3 separate regions of the Hordeum vulgare genome follow, and all the other regions are linked to region 3. Evidence: chromatin contacts called from public Hi-C data. All regions are on one chromosome and are shown on one strand. Each heading gives the region's core, a stretch centred on a gene start, on an enhancer-like site or on the middle of the called end of the contact. The rest is flanking DNA. Distances are from core to core; before and after follow the strand shown.

The links. Hi-C and Micro-C count contacts between places; a contact is called where the count stands out from the background.
Region 1: a Hi-C map of leaf shows a contact between it and region 3, with 4 times the contacts expected there. The contact joins the enhancer-like site here to the promoter of LOC123443643 in region 3. A contact is called at or near these places in 2 of 6 Hi-C or Micro-C datasets (leaf and seedling).
Region 2: a contact with region 3 is called in a Hi-C map of seedling, with 6 times the contacts expected there. The contact joins the promoter of LOC123443644 here to the promoter of LOC123443643 in region 3. A contact is called at or near these places in 3 of 6 Hi-C or Micro-C datasets (leaf and seedling).

What each region holds. Positions count from the first base shown.
Region 1 is chr3H:267,013,621-267,018,294 of MorexV3_pseudomolecules_assembly, forward strand. No RefSeq gene overlaps it. Among protein-coding and RNA genes, the nearest start is that of LOC123443835, 41 kb to the right of the region's middle. Within about 2 kb of position 2,086, at least 3 of the 3 cell types and tissues checked have open chromatin away from gene starts, as enhancers often do. A contact at or near this core is called in leaf and seedling, where this site is marked.
Region 2 is chr3H:267,089,297-267,094,233 of MorexV3_pseudomolecules_assembly, forward strand. LOC123443644 (cyclin-T1-5-like) reads left to right here and starts at 1,751. Exons shown (of 7, transcript XM_045120118.1): 1 at 1,751-2,361; 2 at 2,452-2,533; 3 at 4,613-4,747; 4 at 4,873-4,937. The coding sequence starts at 1,853. LOC123441683 reads right to left here and starts at 1,264. Exons shown (of 2, transcript XM_045117983.1): 1 at 760-1,264; 2 at 1-680. The coding sequence starts at 1,264.
Region 3 is chr3H:266,344,960-266,349,459 of MorexV3_pseudomolecules_assembly, forward strand. It overlaps LOC123443643 (GTP-binding protein SAR1A-like), which reads right to left and starts at 1,345. Exons shown (of 3, transcript XM_045120117.1): 1 at 948-1,345; 2 at 728-859. The coding sequence starts at 1,076.

The DNA of each region.
Region 1 (4,674 bases), core at 836-3,335, 670 kb after region 3:
CGTTTTCCCAAACCATAGCAATAGTCTGCAGCCCCTGTACCACACCACAGTTGCACCAATTATCGTTTTTACTATAACCTCGTAGAGTAGTTATTTTCATGTAGATAATGTGGTGTGGTAGGAGTTTATATTTTGCTACGTCCCTAGCAAATCTTGAGGACGAGATTTTTCTTAAGCGGGGTAGAGTTTGTAACACCCCAAAATTTTGGTCATATTTTTTATTTATTTAAAATTGGCCTTGGTAATTTAAAAATTTATTTTCGGATTTTCTGCTGTTTTTAGACCCCTTCTTTGTTTTATTTTATAAAAATTATTTCTTTCTTAAGTAGGAGTTTTTGAAAGATATTATTTGACTTGAGTTTTGCCTCCAATATTTTTTCAATTATCTCCAAATCAAATGAAGCTATTTTTATAAATATTTTCTTTAGGGTTCATTTATTCAAAAAATTTACTTCTAAGGCCTGATTTGAACTACAACCATTTGATAATTCCTTTTAAAAATTCCACAAAACTTGGAAATGACCTAGTATGTTTCTGAATCAATTTTATGAAGTAATATAGCCAAGTGTTTTGGAATAAGGGAGCACATTATATCCTTTTCCATTTATGATCCCACTTGGTATTTGCACTACAACCCCTAGTGAAAACTCTTCAAAAATTCTACAAAAAAATTGGAGTTGTCAAGGAGTTTATATAAATCACTTTTATGCAAAAAAAAAAACTTTGTGCTTTGAAAATTTTAAGCACCACTTCTTATTTTCTATTGTGGACCAGATTTGCAACTTGCACGACAACCATATTATTTTCTTACCCAAAGCTTTTGAAAATTCTACTAATTATAGAGGACCCTGCAAAAACTTTATGTCCAGAATTTCAGCCTCGGTGGCATTGTTTGAGACCATGTTATAACATCATTTTATTTCTGTCCAGGAATGCTCTTTTGCAATAATTGCACTAGGAAGTTTCTATTTTGCCAAGTTTAATCTGACCATCTTTGTTAGCTTCCAAGGAGACCTCGATCTGGAAAGTTTGGTGGCTATCAAGAATACCTAGAGGCCCTTGGCATTTTGTCAAACACTCTAAGTGCATGACCTGAGCTGGCATAGCTTTTAAACTTCATGGTGAAAGTTATTTCCCTGCCAAACTAGTATGTCTAGCAGAGCTTGAGTAACCAGCCTAGCCACCCTGTTGAGTTGCATCTCAAACCAAGCACTCTAGCCCGTAGTGGCATTCGGTCGAGCACCTGCCATGCACACCCAGAGCACGCCGAGAGCATACATTTTGCATGTGCCGCGGAGGAAGTCGTCGCGCCCACCTGCATTGATCGAGTGACCCCTGCATAGTGACAACCCGCAGCACCCCCTCTGCTAGCACCGCTGACCCTCGTTGCACGCCTGAATCACTGCCGCCATGCTAGCCGCCGACACCAGTAGACGCACCACCCGAGCCACGGCCGCACGCCAGCTGCCCTGGAATAGCTCGAGCTCATCCTCAGGGTCGTCTGCTAGTGCTTTTCCCCCGTCCACTGATCGCCACGCCACCCCTGCCGCAGTCCACCATGCTTATCCTCTGGAGCTCGCGGAACCGACCTCTCCAGCTATAAATAGACGCACCCCGAGCCCTACTAGCAATCGCAGCCATTCCTAGCAGCATAGCAAGCTTCCTCTTGCCCCAATTTCGCCTGAGGCCTTCTCTTTCCCCACTGTCGGCAGCTTCGTCCTCCGCCGTCCTCGACTAAATTCGATCGAACCAGAGCCCCTCCCTGCCTCTATCCTTCTCTGCTAGAACCTCCATGACCCAGTGATTCCATTTTCCCCTCCAGTTTGGCCAGGGACCCGCAGTGAGCAAAGCTCCCTCCCTAACCGAAGCTCAGTCCGCCATTGCCAAGGTCGTGCTCTACGAGAAGCCCTCCGACAATGGATTTTCCCTCCATGCGGTGCGGGTAGTTGCCCTGAGCGTGTGGATGGGATGGACAGTGAGGATGGTGTCGCGTGGCGCCGGCAATTGTCGCCCGACCCGCCATGTTCTGTGTCCAGACGCGCACGGAGGTGGGAGATGAACCCGCGAGGTGGCCCCCACCTGTCGGTGAGCCAACCGTTACACCCTAGTGGCGCATTTGAGCCGATGCGACGTCCCTTTGAGTAAGCGAACTGAGGTAAGTGCGTTTTCATTTTCGGAAAGTGTAATTGAACCGAAACGTTTTCTTTTTCTAATTTGTTTCTAAAACAAAACTTTGACCAGACTTTGACTGACCCTAGTTTCTAAAATAATAATCCAAATGAGTTGATTCTTTTTCTCACCACTTTCAAATTTCATCTATTTTATTTTAGTATTTATTTGAAAAAATTTGAAAACAACTTTATCTACTGTTTTTAAATTGTGTGTTAATTAGAATATTTTTCAAACTAGGCTATGGAGGGAGGAGCATAAACTTCAAAAGTTTTGGAGTGCAGCCTACCTCTCTACACTTGGAAGGCAAGCATTCTGAACATACATATAGCTTGGTTGTGTGTGGGTTACTTGATGAGAAAACAATATGGTTATGTTAAGCAAGTATTGTTAGTCCATGTGACAATCATGCATGTGGCTTCATGATTTGAAAGTACAATTGTTGCATGATTGAGATGCATGGACAAGAGTCACATATTCATACCACACATGCCTACCGGATGGGATCCGATGAGAGTCAGTGTCTTGTGGAGACAGAACCTTGGGACTGAAATCTCGTGGGACGAGAGTGGTTAGCAAGGCATGTTGGGGTACGACAGGTAGTGACTCTGTCTAAGGTGATAAAACATTTTGATTGTGCTAATCATGCAGGGAATAATCTAAACCTCCTGAGTCGGTCATAGATCGAGTCTTGTCAGTATGTCACCTTAACCCTTCATGCTGCCACGTGTCTTCCTGAAAAGAAATATGGTTCAGTAGGTCGTAAACCTATTACCAGGTACACACCAAGTAGAGAGGCCGGGATGAAGGTATCCGGGGCACTGGACTAAATCCAGTCATCCGGTCAGGGGGCATGGGTGTTTCCGGTCTGGGACCGAGAGGGAAGAGCTCTTCCCTTGTAGTGCGCGGTATAAATTTGATCCCATGCTAGTCGAGGTTGGAGCCTCCCCGTCTTATGGTTCTCCTCTGGCAGCGTAGTCCGAGTGATATCGGTCTTCACGGGATAAAAATGGATGTGTAATGGTTTTGAGTGTTTACTTCTAAATTTTCATACACGGGATTAGTCCGAGCGACTATGGAAACCCGTGGGCTGTGGGTAAAGAGTACACCCTCTACAGAGTAGTGTCCACGGTCAAGGACCACTGGTTGACTAGTCAGGTGTCGATATGAGCGTCGGTCTTCGGAGGTAGTTAAAGCAAGTGTGAGACTAATCAGGAAATATGATGGATAATCATGAACATTATTTTCTGTGGACAAACCCCTATGATTATGATTATTGAATATCCCTCGGACGGTTCTACCTCCTGGATATTCATTATTTATTATTGTTTCATATAAGCCATGTGGTGTCGCTTAGACGCCCGACTGTGGCATGTTTTATATCACATCTATTAATCTTACTCTTATTGATTGTTTATTACTTTCTCAGTATGATTATATTTTTTATTAAAAATACTTGAGAAGTACATCATGGTTGATGAAGTATTGCGGTGTTATTACCGGTGTATATTAACCCTACCAATTTATGTTTGTTTCATGATGTTTGCGAGTACATTCAAAGTACTCACTGGCTTATCCCTGGCTATTGTCTTGGCCATATTGCGTTCTTGGAGTGGAGGAATCCGACGATAACCAGGAACCTAGGCATCGACGACAGCAGCCGTGTGATATAGGAATTATCCAGGTTGGTTTTTCCTGTGGGAAATGGAGTCCAATAGATGTTGCACATCCCCGAACCGCTTCCACCATCAACCATTAGAAACCTTTTGATGTACTCTATGGACCACCTCGGTCTTGTACTTCAAGTTTGTATTTTTGCTTGGATAAATGTATCAAGGATTTGTGCACCAGCTAACAGTATTCCTGGGGCTGGTATGCACAAGGGCCATTTTGAAGGGAAATTAAAATCCCCGAAAATCCGGTCCTGACAAACAGTCGGCCGCCGGATCGTCTCCCTCAAACAGTCGGTCGTCGGATCCCACATACAGGTTCGCCAGAGCAGCGCAGGTGCACCGCCTCTAAGGGTATCCGTGCGTGCAGGAGGAACACCGTGCGGTGGACTGCTAGGTCCGAATCACATAGTTGGCGGCGGCGAGTGGAGGTGGCTAGGTTCAAAACATGCATAGCCCTAATGACGGTGTCGAATCGATAACCTCAATAAGAGTGTACCCTAAAGCTTACGTTTTCCTTCCTTTAAGCGCGCGACGCCTTAGGTTCTTGTTCACTTTGTCGCGAGTCAAACCACGTCCGACTCGGCTAGTCGGTAGCAACCCCTAGCAAGGCATGCCGACTCCAAGTGCCCGATGAAGCTGGTTAGGCGAACATGTACTTCATACTTTTGTTCCCTTTGCCACACGATATACGTTGCCGTGCTAAAGTCGACATGGTCATCCTTGTTGCCGCACGACCTCTTTCTCATTCCGGTGAATCTAACCAACATTCGTATTATCTCATAATCCTCATCGCATGGCCATGCTTATCCAGGTCAGATCACCCAAGGGGCCC
Region 2 (4,937 bases), core at 501-3,000, 740 kb after region 3:
CTTCCTCTCCATCCCCAGCATCCTCCCGGCGCCCATGATCACCATCAGGTGCACTACGATCTGCACGAACGCGAACGCCAAGATGCCGGGCGCCGTGTGGACGACGTTGCGGATGCTGCCGTTGGCCCCCACCACGGCGAAGAACACCTGCATGAGCACCACGGCCATGGCCTCGCCGGCGGGGGCGAGCCTGCCGATGCGGGACGGGAAAAGCGTCGCCAACGCCACCACGATCGCCGTGATGCAAGGGAGGCCGCCGCCCTGTACGCCCATCAGGGTTGCCATGTGCTTGCCCGCTCTGCATATCGCGAACGACACGGCCATCGCCGTCGCGCTCTCTAGGACCGGCAGCCTGTCGTCGCCGACGGCACCGGCAGCCGGAGCGGGCTCGCCGTTCGCGTTGGCTGCTTTCGGTTTCGGGTGCGGAGCCTCTTCGGCGGAGATCTTGGCGGCTAGCGCGAAGTGCGTGGTGAAGTAGAGCGCGCAGATGACGTTGTCGGCGGCCAGCCCTGCCGCCAGCACCGACGGGGTCACCTGCAGGGCCTCCGCGACGACGACATAGTTGACGGCTCCTCCGATGTGCTGGCTCATGAGCGCCGCCGCGATCTTCCAGCGGTCCTGTCCGAGGGACCGCATCGGGACCAGCACGAACGCCACCACCGTGCCCGCCGTCGTCGCCACTGCCAGCCCAAGATCCACGGACGGCCATTAGCTATAGTTAGCCGACGGCCACCGGAACTGCAGATCGACGAAGCGTACGAGATCCGAGGAGGAAGGCGAGGAGGAGGGCGCCGGAGGAGCGGAGGACGCGGCGGAGGTCGGCGCGGAAGAGGAGCAGCGGGACAGCCAGCGGGAGCAGGTAGTCGAGGACCACGCGGTAGGCGGGGGCGTCGGCGGCGACGAGGCTGGCCGTGTTGGCGGCCAGGCCGAGCAGCACGGTCACCAGCGCGTCGCTCAGCGCCTTGCCCGCACCGGTGCTTTTCTCGGACCAGACGCCCAGCGCGGCCGCCGACAGGAGCACCGTCCAGTTGCCCCAGTGGTCGGAGGCCGGGACCAGCGGGAGGCTGCAGGGCGGCAGGGCTCGGGGGAGGCGCCGGCGTGCTGCAACAGCTAGGCGGGGGACAAGAGCGGTGCGGCCGGCTACGGCGGGGGAGAGAGAAGAGGGGTGGCGGGTTGAGACTCGGAAGTGTGGGGACACGACCACGAAGGCGGCCGTCGCCGTGCACGAGGTCGCCCACGAGGCCGAGCACGCCGCCGCGGTCACCGGGGACGAGGTCGTCGTCGCTCTGCCCTCTCCTTTCGAGGCTGACCGGTCGAGATGTACCAGGCGATCCCGTATAGCGCGGGCCGGCTGCCGGCGTGGCCGCGGCGGTCCGAGAAGGCCGAGGCCGAGGGCGCGGGCGGCCAGGAGGGCGCGCCGACGAGGGGCGACGGCGGGGAGGCGGGGAGGCGGGCGGTGGCGGAGAGCCCGGTGCTGGTGGTGGGGAGGCGGACGGTGGCGGAGAACCCGGTGCTGGTGGTGGGGAGGCGAGGGTGATTGCGAGGGGTTCACGTAAAAACGAAACGTTTTTTAACTCACAAAAGGACCACGGGTTGAATAGCCGAAAACATAAGGACTTTTTTGCAAAACTGCCAGCGACGTACGGCAGAAGCGATCCGTGGTTTATTATTAGGGGAGATTTCTTTTAAATTTTTACTAATAGTTACATACAAAATGAAATGAATGAATTTACGTTTCAATATTTAGGAACGGAGTACAGCGCAAGTCCTCACCCTTCTCCGATTCCCTTACCTGATCCAGATTTCCACCCGCACCGCCGTCGCCGCCACCGCCACCGCCACCGCCGCCGCAATGTCCTTCTCTCAGCCTTTCCACCCCGACTCGGTCAGGCACCGACATCACCCCTATCACCACGACTCTCCTCCTCCTCACCGTCCACGCCCCCGCGGCCGTGACCATGACGACGCGTACCACATCCATCCCCAATCGTACCCCCAGCCATGTTCCTATACCAACGCCGCCACTGCCCCCTACCACGTGCGCCGCGACCCGCTGCCCAACCCCCACCTCCAGGAACCTATCTTTCCGCAACCCCCTCAACGGGCCCCGGCCCCGGGCCCGCCTCCGCCGAAGCGGGCTCGCCGCGCGCCAGAGCCCCGGTGTGATCCGCCGGCTGCGGCCGTGCCACGCCTGTTGCCGACGAGACAACCCGAGGATGGTGACACCAGGGCGTTGCTGTCGCGAGAGGAGATCGAGCGAAGATCACCTTCGTGGAAGGACGGCATCGACTCCGCTTTGGAGGCAAGGTTGCGCGCGTCCTACTGCGCCTACCTGCGCTGCCTCGGCTTCCGCCTTGGGCTGTAAACTCGCTGCTGGCTCTGCGGTTTTGTTGAATTTGTTTGGTGATTTGTCTCCATGATTACTGATCGTAGTGCTTGTGTTTGACATAGGCCGCAGACGACTATTGCGACGGCAGTGGTGTATTGCCATCAGTACTTTTTCCACAGATCCCATGCCTGCAACGACAGATTTGTTAGTTGCCTTCACCTCTTCTTTTACAAGAATCTTGTCAGTAATGCTATTGCAACTTATGAGTTACAACACGTTTCAGTGAGATTATTTTCGATGTTCGTTTATCACTAGGAAGGACCTGATATATTGTGTAGTAAGTTCTCTTTTTCAGTCCCTATTCCAACCAATGCCACTACTCTACTATGCACATTGAGATAGTAGCTTACCACCTATATATATATATATATATATATAAGAAAAATAAACACATCTCTGCCATGCTGACTAATGATCATAATGTCATCTAATATAGAGTTGAGACAAAAATAATAATGAGAAAGATATCATAATACTGCCCCATTTTGTCTCTTCTTTATCAAGTACTCCCTCCGTAAAGAAATATAAGAGTGTTTAGATCACTACTTAGAGACTACAGAAGACCACACAAGATACTTGGGATGTACAGCACCAGGACCAGGCTGCCCTTCACTCTTACGCACGGTTGATTGGCTACCGGTACCAGTTGTGGCGCTCTCAGATGCATGCTATTGCTACCTAACAACAAGCAGCACAAGCATGCAAAGAGCAGCACAACATGGTTAGCATCGTAGCAAACAGCAGCACACAGCAGCCAGCAGCTTAATGGAAGAAAATCAGAATAAAAGAGATGATGTTGAGGAGAGGCTGTTGGGCTTGGGGAGTTGGGGTACCTGCCGTCAGGAGGAGAGGCTGCTAGTGCTGGGGGTAGCGGTCGCTGGTTGATTCCAGGCGGCAGTGGCAGTGGCTTCGATCCAGTAGGCGGCGACGCGTTCACTGCTATTTGGGAGGCTATAAGAAGCTTGTTATACGGAGAGTGTGCACGCGACTGCTGCAAGGTATTGAGACGAGGCTGTTTTTTGGGACAAGACCTGCCACATAATGTGTCCCTGTTTTTTCTTTTTCTTTAAATAAAAAACAGGGGATACTGTTGGATATTTGTATCCGGCCGTATCCGGCCGTGTCTTTGTGTCCTGCCATATCAGGACAGCCAAGAGGCAATTTCTATTGCGTCCATGCTTCTTAGCCGTCAATCACATCGAATGCTCCGCTGTGGTGTCGGAGCAAGGTGTCACGACAATGCTGCAATCGGTGGGCTATGGAGCCGGGAGCGCCAGCCACCCGTGATGGAACCAGTGGCAATGTGCTGGGAGGGGTGCTGCAAATTGTGGCCGGTGAAGCTGCAACCAGCAGAGGCCAGCGCTTGCAACGAAGATGCCCACTGTTGCGAGACGTCGATGTGTTGTGAAGGATACTGCAAACGGTGATGCTGGGAACGATGTGCAGGGATGCTAGGAATGACGTGCGATATGCTGCAAATGGCCTGCGATGAGTGGACGATGGCGTGACGATGCAACGGTGGCCGGCCATGGTAGGAACGATGCAGGCTGATGCTGCAAAGGGCGTGCCCCGAGTTGTGACTTGCTCGTGGTACTGCGAGGCGGACAATGTTGCGATCGTGGTGATTCCGTGCAGGAACCATTGGGGGCAGAGCTTCAACCGCCTGGCGGCTGTGCCGCACCTATGTCGGGGACTGCAACGAGCATTGGTGAGCGACGAGGAGGGCTCCAACTGGTGGTTGGCGGTGCTACGTCCGGGTCGACGGGTGTTGCGACGAGTCTCAACGGCATTCACGACGACTATGGCAGTGACTATCGGGGACAACTACGGGGCTTCGATGAACGAAGATGTGACCTACAGACGCTTGGCAACGGGAGGCCAGAGATATGCGCGTTGCACGCGGATTTTTTTCTCCACGCATTGACTCGAGCGGCCGAGAGCGATGAATCATGATCGAGCGACTGGGGTGGCCTGGCGCGCGTGGCAACTGATCAGCGCCTCGTGCCGGTCAACCCATGTTATGGTCATTTATGTGTCTATTTCTTTTACTTGGCCCACCTTTGCATCACTGAGTTTGTTGACTGATCAGAGCCCATCTGTTCTATAGAATCTAAGCTGTTCACTTGAATGACACAGTTATCTATATTTGTTGTGATTTTATCCTCACAATAAGTGGATATGAGAAATTCAATATCATAATATTATCTTCTTTGAATTTGCAAGTTGGTTGCAACTGCGGCATTATTTCTGGCGTCAAAGACAGAGGAAACAACATGCCTTTTGAATACAATTCTTAGGGCTTCATGTGAAGTTTCTGAAAACCAAGAATTCAACCTCCTTCCTTACATATCGCGTGGTGTAAGTAGAATCAACAAACACTTTCTGATTATAAATACAACTATCTTTAGTTTGTCCATGTTAACTTCAGTGTTCTTATTTGCTATGTGCTAGTGAATCAATGGTTGGTATTTCTTTTTCTGCAGCAAAACTGGTTTGAACTGTACCGAGAAAGTGTAATACAGGCGGAGCAAATGATACTGACAACACT
Region 3 (4,500 bases), core at 95-2,594:
CCTCTATACAATCTCTGGAGTGCTTGATTCTATTCAGACTCATAATTTGTTCAATGTAGTCACATTATACTTTTCATCGTGTTCGGCCACTCGTGTGCTTCTTTGACTTCCAAGATGTTTATGCCGCTAGCATCAACCCACACCACAAACATCATGTACCGATAGTCTAGGCCATGGCTGAGGTGGATCAACATGTTTCTGTTCCATATACCAGAATCCACAAGTAGACAGAACCATCCATCTAAACTCTAAACAGCCGCCCACGCTACGCAATAGCAGACGGACGTTCTCACGCAACATTCCCGTCACCTCAGATATCATTTCCCGAATCCAACAGCAGATGCAACAGACAGGACACCATGTGTGTCTGAGCCTGGGCACCAAAACGCCCCTCTCGCTAACATACATACATGAAAGGTAATGCTTTTTGCTTAGCATGGATAATTGTGTGGGATGTGTGTACCAGTCCTTCTGAGTTCAAAATTGTTACGTGCAGTACTAGAATGGTTGGGAATTGTCATTTCAGCAATTCAGTGTTTTCGAACAGAACGTTCCTTGAGTACTACGTATTTCAAAGGACAACCTTAAGTAACAACAGTTGCTCTTTCAATTAAACGCATAGGATACAAATGACGAGAAGGAATCATACCCCCAGACAGATCTGACTGTTAATTAGGCAAAGGCAACGTAATAATACAGATATATACTAGAAGAGATTGACGCTAACCCTTGCGTAGTAGTCTTTCCAGACCCGTCGAGCGATCTGGTGACCGCCGAGATCGAAGGCTTTGAACTTGATCTTGCCGATGCTGAGCTCCTCCGACGTGGGGTGCTGCGTCGGCTGGTGCTGCACCAGCCGCTACGTCCATTCACAAACACAGAAGCACGGATCAGATCTAGCAGATCGGATCAGATTCAGGGAGTGAGATCCCGGGCAGAGTACGTACCTCGTCCTTGAGCATGTGGAGGAGAGTGGTCTTGCCGGCGTTGTCGAGGCCGAGGAAGAGGATCTTGGCCTCTTTCTGCCACAGGCCGAGCGAGGCCAGCACCCCGTAGAACCAGTCCCAAAGGAACATCTTGTCAGCGTCGCCCGCCGCAGACCTTCTCCTACTCGAACACCTCTTCCACTGGGCTGGGTTTTCTGGCGCCGATCGTGGCGATGGCGGCGACAGAGATCGCCGGGTGGATCTGGGAGAAGAAACCGGCGAAGGACAGAGGGAGGCGAGGATGGATCTGAATCTCTCTCTTTTGCTGCCTGCCTATTCTTTGATTGGCTGTGGTTGATTAAGACATTAACTGCTCGGCCTCAGCGTGAGAATTCAAGGGGCGTGGCGAGGTAAGGTGGGCGCCACCATGCGTACTGCACGTGTGGCCGGCTTTCTCCTAATTCCGATCAACTTCTCTTCTCTCACCTACTAGAAGGAAGGAGTAGAAGGTTGGGCCCTCTTTGCTGCGCCATTGAATCTGCTGAGATTTTTAAATTTATTTATTCATTTTATATTTTAAAATATACGGGTGTATTACTTTTTTGAAAAGTCAAACCTTTTTAACTTTTATTAAATTTAAAAAGAAATATACCAAAAATTATAATATCATATTGGTGTTATTAGATCCATATTTTTATGTAATATTGTGGATTTCGATATTTTTCGACTCTCAACTTAATCAAGATTAAAAAAATGACTTTCCAAAAAATTAATAACCCTTATATTTTGAAATTGACGTAGTACTTATTTTGGCCGGTGAGGAAGACGATGGAGTGAGTTTTACGTTTATTTATAATGCAGTTATTTGATGGGTTTTTTGCGGTTTGATTTTGTGTTACTGTAGGATCTGATGTATGTTCAGAGGGGGAGAATAGACTACTTCACCAAACAAAAACTTAGAGTTTTCCAATTTTGATTTTGGGCCACTTTTAGGAGTTGTAGCAAGTCAAGCACACCCTACGCATGCAAGTCTAAGAATATTACATCAGAAAGTAATGACATGCAAATGTAAGTAGAGGGTAGGGATAGGAAGATCAAATGCAAAGGTTGACACGGCGATTTTTTGCGTGGTTCTGATAGGTGGTGCTATCGTACGTCTACGTTAGTGGAGACTTTAACCAACAAAGGGTAACGACTCCGATAGTCCACGAAGGGCTCCACCCACAAGGGATCCATGAAGAAGCGACCTTGTCTATTCCAACATGGCTTACGTCCACACATGACTAGCCTTAATCGAAATAGATCTTCATGAAGTAGGTGATCTCTTTGCCCTTACAAACTTATTGGTTCAACTCCACAACACGGAGTAGGAGGCTCTCAAGCGACACCTAACCAATCTAAGAGGCACCACCCTCCAAAAGATAATAGATGTGGTAGAACGATGAATTCCTTGCTCTTGTGCTTCAAAAGATAGTCTCCTCAATACTCAATCACTCTCTCACAAATTTGGCATGGATAAAAGAGATTGATTGGATGGAAAGCAACTTGGGAAGGCTAGAGATCAAGTTTCAAATGGATGGATTGGAATATATTGATCTCACCACATGAGTAGGTGGCTCTCTCTCAAAAAAAGGATATGACAAGTGGGTGTGTATTCTGAGTGCTTCCTTTGCGAATGACACATGGTGGATGGGTATATATAGGAACCTCCAAATTGCCCAACTCGGTGAAACCGAAGTGAATCTCGGTGGCACTGATTTGCATAAAATGTGGCAACTTTCGAATTCTCGGTGAGACCGATATAGGAATCTCGGTGGTACCAATATGGTGACCTAGGGTAGTTTCCAAATCTTTGTGAGACCGATTCCAAGACTCAGAAATTCTAATCCTTGAAAGCGACAGACAAGAAAGTTGGTCACCGATTTTAGGTGGCACCGAAGTGGAAGTTGGTGGTACCAAGATTCTGTTGGGAAACGTAGTAAATTCAAAATTTTCCTACGCCATACAAGGATCTATCTGTGGAGAGACCAACAACGAGCAAGAGGGAAGAGCATCTTCATATCTTTGAAGATCGCTAAGCGGAAGCGTTATTATGAACGCGGTTGATGGAGTCGTACTCGCAGCGATTCTAATCGCGGTGAATTCCGATCTATGTGCCGAATCACGGCACCTCTGCGTTCAACACACGTGCATCCCGTGACGTCTCCAATACCTTGTACACGCAAGGAGGAAGGAGAGGTTGAGGGAGAGAGCTCCAGCAACACGACGGCGTGGTGGCGGTGGAGCTACATGGGATTCCGACAGGGCTTCGCCAAGCACCGTGTAGGACGAGGAAGGAGAGGGGTAGGGTTGCCCCGAGAGAGAAAGAGTTCGTCTCTCAAATCAGCCCCAATACCTCTGGTATATATAGGAGGAGAGGGAGGAGGGTGATGTTGGAAATATGCCCTAGAGGCAATGATAAATAGTTATTATTATATTTCCTATTTAAAGATAATCGTTTATTACCCATGCTATAATTGTATTGAATGAAAACATAGATACATGTGTGGATACATAGACATAACAATGTCCCTAGCAAGCCTCTAGTTGGCTAGCCAGTTGATTAATCATAGTCAAGGTTTTCTGACTATATGCAAGTGTTGTCACTTGATAACTGGATCACATCATTAGGAGAATCATGTGATGGACTAGATCCAAACTATGAATGTAGCATATTGATCGTGTCGTTTTATTGCTATTGTTTTCTGCGTGTCAAGTATTTGTTCCTATGACCATGAGATCATATAACTCACTGGCACCGGAGGAAAACCTTGTGTGCATCAAACATCACAACATAACTGGGTGACTATAAAGGTGCTCTATAGGTATCTCCGAAGGTGTCCGTTGAGTTAGTATGGATAAAGACTTGGATTTGTCACTCCGTTTGACGGAGAGGTATCTCGGGGCCCACTCGGTAATACAACATCACACACAAGCCTTGCAAGCAATGTGACTTAGTGTAAGTCACGGGATCTTGTATTACGGAACGAGTAAAGAGGCTTGCCGGTAACGAGATTGAAATAGGTATGCTACCGACGATCGAATCTCGGGCAAGTAACATACCGAAGGACAAAGGGAATGACATACAGGATTATATGAATCCTTGACACTGAGGTTCAAGCGATACGATCTTCGGAGAATATGTAGGATCCAATATGGGCATCCAGGTCCCGCCATTGGATATTGACCGAAGAGTGCCTCGGGGCATGTCTACATAGTTCTCGAACCCGCAGGGTCTGCACACTTAAGGTTCGGCGATATTTTAGTATAGTTGAGTTATATGTGTGGTTACCGAATGTTGTTCAGAGTCCCGAATGAGATCACAGACGTCACAAGGGTTTCCGGAATGGTCGGGAAACGAAGATTGATATATAGGATGACTTCATTTGGTTACCGGAAGGTTTTCGGGCATTACCGGGATTGTACCGGGAGTGACGAATGGGTTCCGGAAGTTCACCGAGAGGGGGGCAACCCACCCGGGGGAAGCCCAATGGCCCTAGGTGTAACGACCAAGATGCGGTCCTTCCCGATCTGG